Regions from separate parts of the Cyprinus carpio genome. Here region 1 is linked to region 2. A link is a contact called in public Hi-C data. All regions are on one chromosome and are shown on one strand. The core of a region is the stretch at or near the end of the contact, and the rest is flanking DNA. Distances in the headings are between cores, read along the strand shown. Region 1 holds the start of LOC109106943 (E3 ubiquitin-protein ligase Itchy). Region 2 has its middle 37 kb from the start of LOC122142005.

Region 1 (2,971 bases), core at 319-2,818, 110 kb after region 2:
AATGGTGGATGGGATGAGGTGAAGACAGTGAAGGAAGGAGATGCTCTCACTCTGCATGCAGGAGCTACTCATATAAATAAAGACTCTGAGATGAGATTGTTTTTTAAAAGTGGCAGTCTTACCATCCGTATAGCACAGATGAATAACAGGAAAGTCACATAATGAAGAAAAAAAAAAAACTAGATCAAGAGGGTGGAACATTGACCATCAGGAATATCAGTAGCAGTGATTCTGAAGTATTTCTCACCATCAGACTGCATGTCTCTGAGATTAAGATCAAACTTGATGTATATGGTATTTTACAACTGCTACCAAACAGTAAATAATGCATTAATATTATTTACTGAATGGCAAGTGCCAGTCTCAGAAAAAAAGCTACAAATGTTGTCACTAGGGCGGTACCTTTTCAAGAGATACATCTTATACCTTATTTGTCCCTAAAGGTGCATATAAATACCCTAAAGGTGCGATTTATTTTAATTTGAAAAATTACATATGCCCCCAGTGACAGCTTTTGTACCTTTTTTTAAAGAGTGTAGTTTAAGCAATATTAATCCACAGCAAAGTGTGGATTTTACATGATTGCATACATCATAAGTTTCAAACAGCATCATATTAAAACTATAAATACTGTTGTAGACAAAAAAGATATCACTTAATGAACAAATATCGGTTTGTTTGGATGGTTTCTGCAAAATGTGGCTTTTAAAATACGTACATATTTGCAGTGGCCTTTTTTCTACAGAAGATTGTCTGGTTCACTGTGGCGTCTCTCAGGCTCTGGTTCATCTGGTTCTGTCTGGTCTGCTGTTAATCACCACTGTTGTATTTCTGGTTGAGCATCTGAGGTTCAGCTCATCTCAGAGAAGAGCTGCTTCTTCTGTGTGATGGTGACTTGCACAAGAGTTTTTAAGGTGTAAAATTTGACATTGGTTTGCAAAGTGTTACCATTAGGGTACACGTGAAGCACCTCTTGTTTACAGTATTCCTTATTTATTTGCGGTGGAGATGCAAGTAAGTGCTAAAATAATATGAATTTACTAGAGTAGCTAAATGTGACCAGTTTTGAAAATATAAAATAGGCTACACTCAAAAAATTTCCGCAAATACAAAAACAAAAATATATATGAATTTACAAACCCAATAATTTCTAATAATTTACCATCCTAATCATTCTTTAATACGATTTTTCTTATGTTTGACTGTTGTAATCATTGATAATGTAGGCTATTAAAAGTATTAGCTAAAACTTTAATACGCGTCTCAAGCCAATGGGTATTTTAGGATTGAAACGCGGTGGAATATTGAATATTTTACAGTGTTTGTCATGTTAAAATTCTTCACAATGTGCTGTTAATGCACCGGCTATTCAAATTTGTCATTATTTTGGCTATTATTCATGCATTGTATATTCATGCCAAAAACGAATCTTTAAAATTAATATATCAGAAAGATAATACTTTCTTCCTCACGCAAACTTCTGTAATAGGGCCATAGAGCGCCATCTGTTGGAATCACAACAGAATGTCTCACGCGGAACGGACTTTGTCTCGAGCGGAAGCGCTGATTTTTAGAACAGAGTCTTTGGTGACGTATTGCCCTGAAGATGGCGGAAGTTCGTTCCTGATCTAAACCGGATTCGCTCGGTACGGATTGTCTAATAAACTCTTTGAAGACGGATCGATTCGGCTTCACGCCTCACATCTGACCCGCCGATATATTCGGGTAAGCGATGACCAGCTGATTGAGACTGTGTGCCGTAGTTTACTGTCTGTATACGCGCTCATGTATGTGTATTGCGTTACAGTGACACTGAATCGTGTCGACAGCTCGACAAATCACTTTGACTATTTGTATCTCATATAAACAGCTCTGTTTTGACAACGAGAGTCAGTGCCTGGAGATGTTTCGGTGCGTTTATTGTTCACTAATTGTGATCGGGTCATGTATGAACACATGTGGCATGTTAATTCTGTCATGTCAGATGTTCAGCTTGAGTTTGATGTTGGCTTTGGTTTCCGCTGATTTAATGATTTAAATATTTCCGAGCTAAACAGATCCGCCCCAAAGACCCCCAACAAAACTACAAAAAAAACAGCAAAAAAAATGATTTCTGCACCCAAAATTAAAAAAAAAAAAAAAAAAAAAAAAAAAAAAAAAAATAGTTACTGGAGTTTTGTTACTTTTGTTACTTATCTTCGAAAATAGAATGGTAATACTATGCTATATTGATATATATACCATGGTATTTAAATGGTCATTGTAGTTCCAAGAGTACCATGGTTTTCACTACTATGGTGCATATAATGCACTTTTATAAAAGTAGCATAGTAATTAATTATCATTGTAATACTGCGCTATTATTTAAATTACCTTGGAATTTAATGCGAATATCATGGTGTTTTAATAAACATTTTTTCAACTTATACTTCACTATACCATGTATTCACTATTATTTTGTAAAGGCCTGAAAGCTGCTTAAAGGAGAGGCATTGTTGATTTATTATGAGTTTACAGTACTAGCAATGACAGTCGTAACTGGTATTTTGGAGGAAACTATTACTAGTATGGAAATTCTGTTCAATTATCTGTTTCTATGCTGATCCATTTTGGAACAACTTTGAGTAAAAGATAGAAGTCATTTTCTGTCTAGAGTTCAGTGTTTGTCCATTTTATGGCTGTGACTGTTTAATAAAGTGATTAGATATGCTAATTTTTTATTTTTTTTTACCATATGATTAATCAAACTCATCAAAACGCATGTTAACAGAAAGAGACGTCAGTTAAAAATTAATAGTTGGTAACAGTTTTAGGGGTAACGCTTTACAAGTTAAGTAACCAGATTACTTTTTTCAGGTAACTAGTAAAATAACATTACTTATAAATTTGCAATTAAATGTATATGTAACGCTAATGACTTTGTTTTCCTGTTTATTCACTGAAACCTCTTCTGCCCCCGTGTTGAGTGAAA
Region 2 (2,856 bases), core at 354-2,853:
TAATTTTGTGCATGAGCACTTATTTTGCATTTTCGCACGACAAGCCATTCTGAACATTGTACATTTATTATTTATTATTACATTGTTTGCCTCTCTGTGCCACATACTATTTTGATCAAAATTCTCAAAACTTTTTCATTGCATTTGACTGTTGTGTTGTCAGACAAATTAACATGAAAACTGAAACGCGACCCATTAAGCAAATAAAGTTAATCTGCACAGAAAAATCCTGTTTTTTAATCGTGCCGTCGTCTGAGAAAAATCAAAGGCTCAGAATAGCTTGAAGACAGTATGTGCTGTCCTCAGCTGACTTAGATGTAAAATTTAGGGATTCAGTGTTTTAACTGAAAGCGCAGCTCCTTTCAGCCGCAGCAGAGAGAGAAGTTGCGCGCGCGCTGATGGACCTCGATCGTGCGGCAGTCAGCTTTAGATGCTTCTTTTATTTTGCTGTGAAGCACGTTAACTCGGACGCGCAGACGATTGTTTCACCCCCCGTCTCTGTCCGCGCTTAATAATTTTTACTCCTTTAAAAGCATTATGGCTTTGCACAAGGCATCATAAAAGTCCGCCCCCCCTGATCATACGAAACCAATGTTGTGCCGAATTCTACACCCTGCCAGATAATGCATCCCCTATTGATAATAAGCTGCAATGCTTTACCATCTAAACCTGTGTCACGTGAAAGTGCTTTATACATGCTCATTTCTAACGTCCCGCAATTGCTACACGCTACTGTGCTTTCAGAGTTTAAACCTGTTCCAATCTGATCCTAGCGGACAACATTTTTTCATTTCTTTCCATTCCCATGTACAACGTAATGCACTCTAATTCCGCGTATTCCAACCACGTATTCATAGCGCATGTGCGAGCGAAACATCATACAGCTATGGGTCCACTCTTGAGCAGTGAAGCGCCTTTGTTTCGATTATGACTGTGGGGTTTTTGTACTGATCAGTGCATGCTCGTAAAGACTTTTACTGTTTCAGACATGGCTGTTTGTGAGATTCCAGCGGCCAATTTCATAAAAATTATATTCAGAAAAATGATTTAGCCTACTTCATTTAGACCGTTGGTGTGAGCTTGTGTTGTACTGTTTCTTAACCATTGTGCAAAAAAGTAACTCAGAGGTCCTTAGGCTTAGACGACAAAAATGTCACAAAACACATAGACTATCCATTTTTTCTCTGATGTCACTGAAACATTTTTTTTTTTTTTTTACCAGCATCAGCCCTGATCCTCACTACCAAAAATGTAGGCTATTAATTTTCAGGATTTAATCCCTTTTAAATGCTAGTTTGTTTACAATGCCACTTTACTTTTCTTTAATGAAAGCACACACAGATCATATATTTTAATTACGTAATTTTTATTATTAACCTATAGCTCATATTTTTATTACTGATGTACTAAATATTTATTCTGTATAGCCTACTTTTAGTAGCTAACAGATCCAGTTTTCTCGCACGGCAAAATTCTATACTTACTTGAGACCTCGAGGGTGCCAGCATAAACGAAGAAAACAAGTAGACCTAGCCTAGAACAGTACAATATGGCGTTTCGTGGGAGGCACAAGTGAGCTGTTGCAACCTGATTGGTTTTTCAGACGCATTTTGAATAGCTCACGTCATCATTAAACCCAGAGCCGTAGAAAGACTTTCTGTTTTAAACCATAGGGAAGTTAGATGTAGGCTATGTTCTAGCAGCATATTCGGTTAAAGCACGAAGCCTTTGCGTGAATTTTGCTATTTGTCGTTTTAAACCGTTAAACAGGCTTGAATTTTCTTTTCAGGTTTGGGCTAGACAATGGATTAACAGCCTTAATATTCCACATGTGGGGGCATAAAATACCCTTCGTGTCGTCTTCGTTTTTTTTTTCTTAAAAAAAATAGTTACATTAATGAATACAACGTTGAGATTAAAACCAAATTAAATATTCAACCAAGCAGGCCTACACAAGAGTAGAAAATCAGATAATATGTTCGACTTGAGATAGAGCCTACCTCATTTTCCGCGTTCCGCTCCATTTCGCGCACAGTTGCGTCTGCGTTTCTGTTCGCTTATGCCCTTCACAGGCTAAGTTCCCAAGTGTAATGGGAGTTACCAAATCGGACCGTTTTTGTGTGTTAGTCTATATAGTGACGGTAGGTTTAGGGGTGGGGCAAAGTGCGGTTTAAAAACACCCACAAATTCAGACACGCCCAGTTTTGCTCTTCAGAGACTTTTATCTCTAAATTCCCCACGTCTCGTTTACTCAGATGTACGTCATTGATTATTACGTTGCATAAGTGCACACTACTGGCACATCCCTTGCAATGGGCTTTGAAAGAGTTTAAAATGTATCTTAATAGCTACTGTTTCATCCTAAATAGCCTAAGAAAGCAAGCAGAACGACATTAATTTGTAATGATCAGAGCCGATCCTCCCTATACGCAAAGTAAACAAGCTGCGTAGGGCTCCCGAAACACCAGGGGCCCCCCTTGCTCTCAAAGATGTTTTAATTTTAGTTTCGTGTTTGAATTTGGCCCGCGGTTATGAAAACTGCTAATGTCTGTGTTTTAATGCGGTGCGCTGTCGCACTTTCTACGTAAGTAACGTGAATGTTATGCAGTCTTACTTGAGACAAAAAAAAAAAAAAAAAAACCCCAAGTTGAAGGCTTGATACAATAACCTAAACACTCACATATTAAACACTTCAAATAAATAAATAAATTGTTTGACGTTTTTATGCTCAATGTTGTTTCATAATTTTGTAAGTTATTATTTGTAAATTATGGAGTTATTTAGACTGGATAAAATAGGGTGAAAGTGCTTAATGTGGACTGGACAGAAGGCAGCAGAAAACAGTATTTTCCTACT

The links. Hi-C and Micro-C count contacts between places; a contact is called where the count stands out from the background.
Region 1: a contact with region 2 is called in a Hi-C map of skeletal muscle, with 9 times the contacts expected there. The contact joins the promoter of LOC109106943 here to the enhancer-like site in region 2. A contact is called at or near these places in 2 of 8 Hi-C or Micro-C datasets (red blood cells and skeletal muscle).

The regions. Positions count from the first base shown.
Region 1 is chrB23:20,928,875-20,931,845 of ASM1834038v1, forward strand. It overlaps LOC109106943 (E3 ubiquitin-protein ligase Itchy), which reads left to right and starts at 1,569. Exons shown (of 25, transcript XM_042750087.1): 1 at 1,569-1,725.
Region 2 is chrB23:20,820,513-20,823,368 of ASM1834038v1, forward strand. No RefSeq gene overlaps it. Among protein-coding and RNA genes, the nearest start is that of LOC122142005, 37 kb to the right of the region's middle. Within about 2 kb of position 1,604, at least 8 of the 8 cell types and tissues checked have an H3K27ac peak or open chromatin away from gene starts, as enhancers often do. A contact at or near this core is called in skeletal muscle, where this site is marked.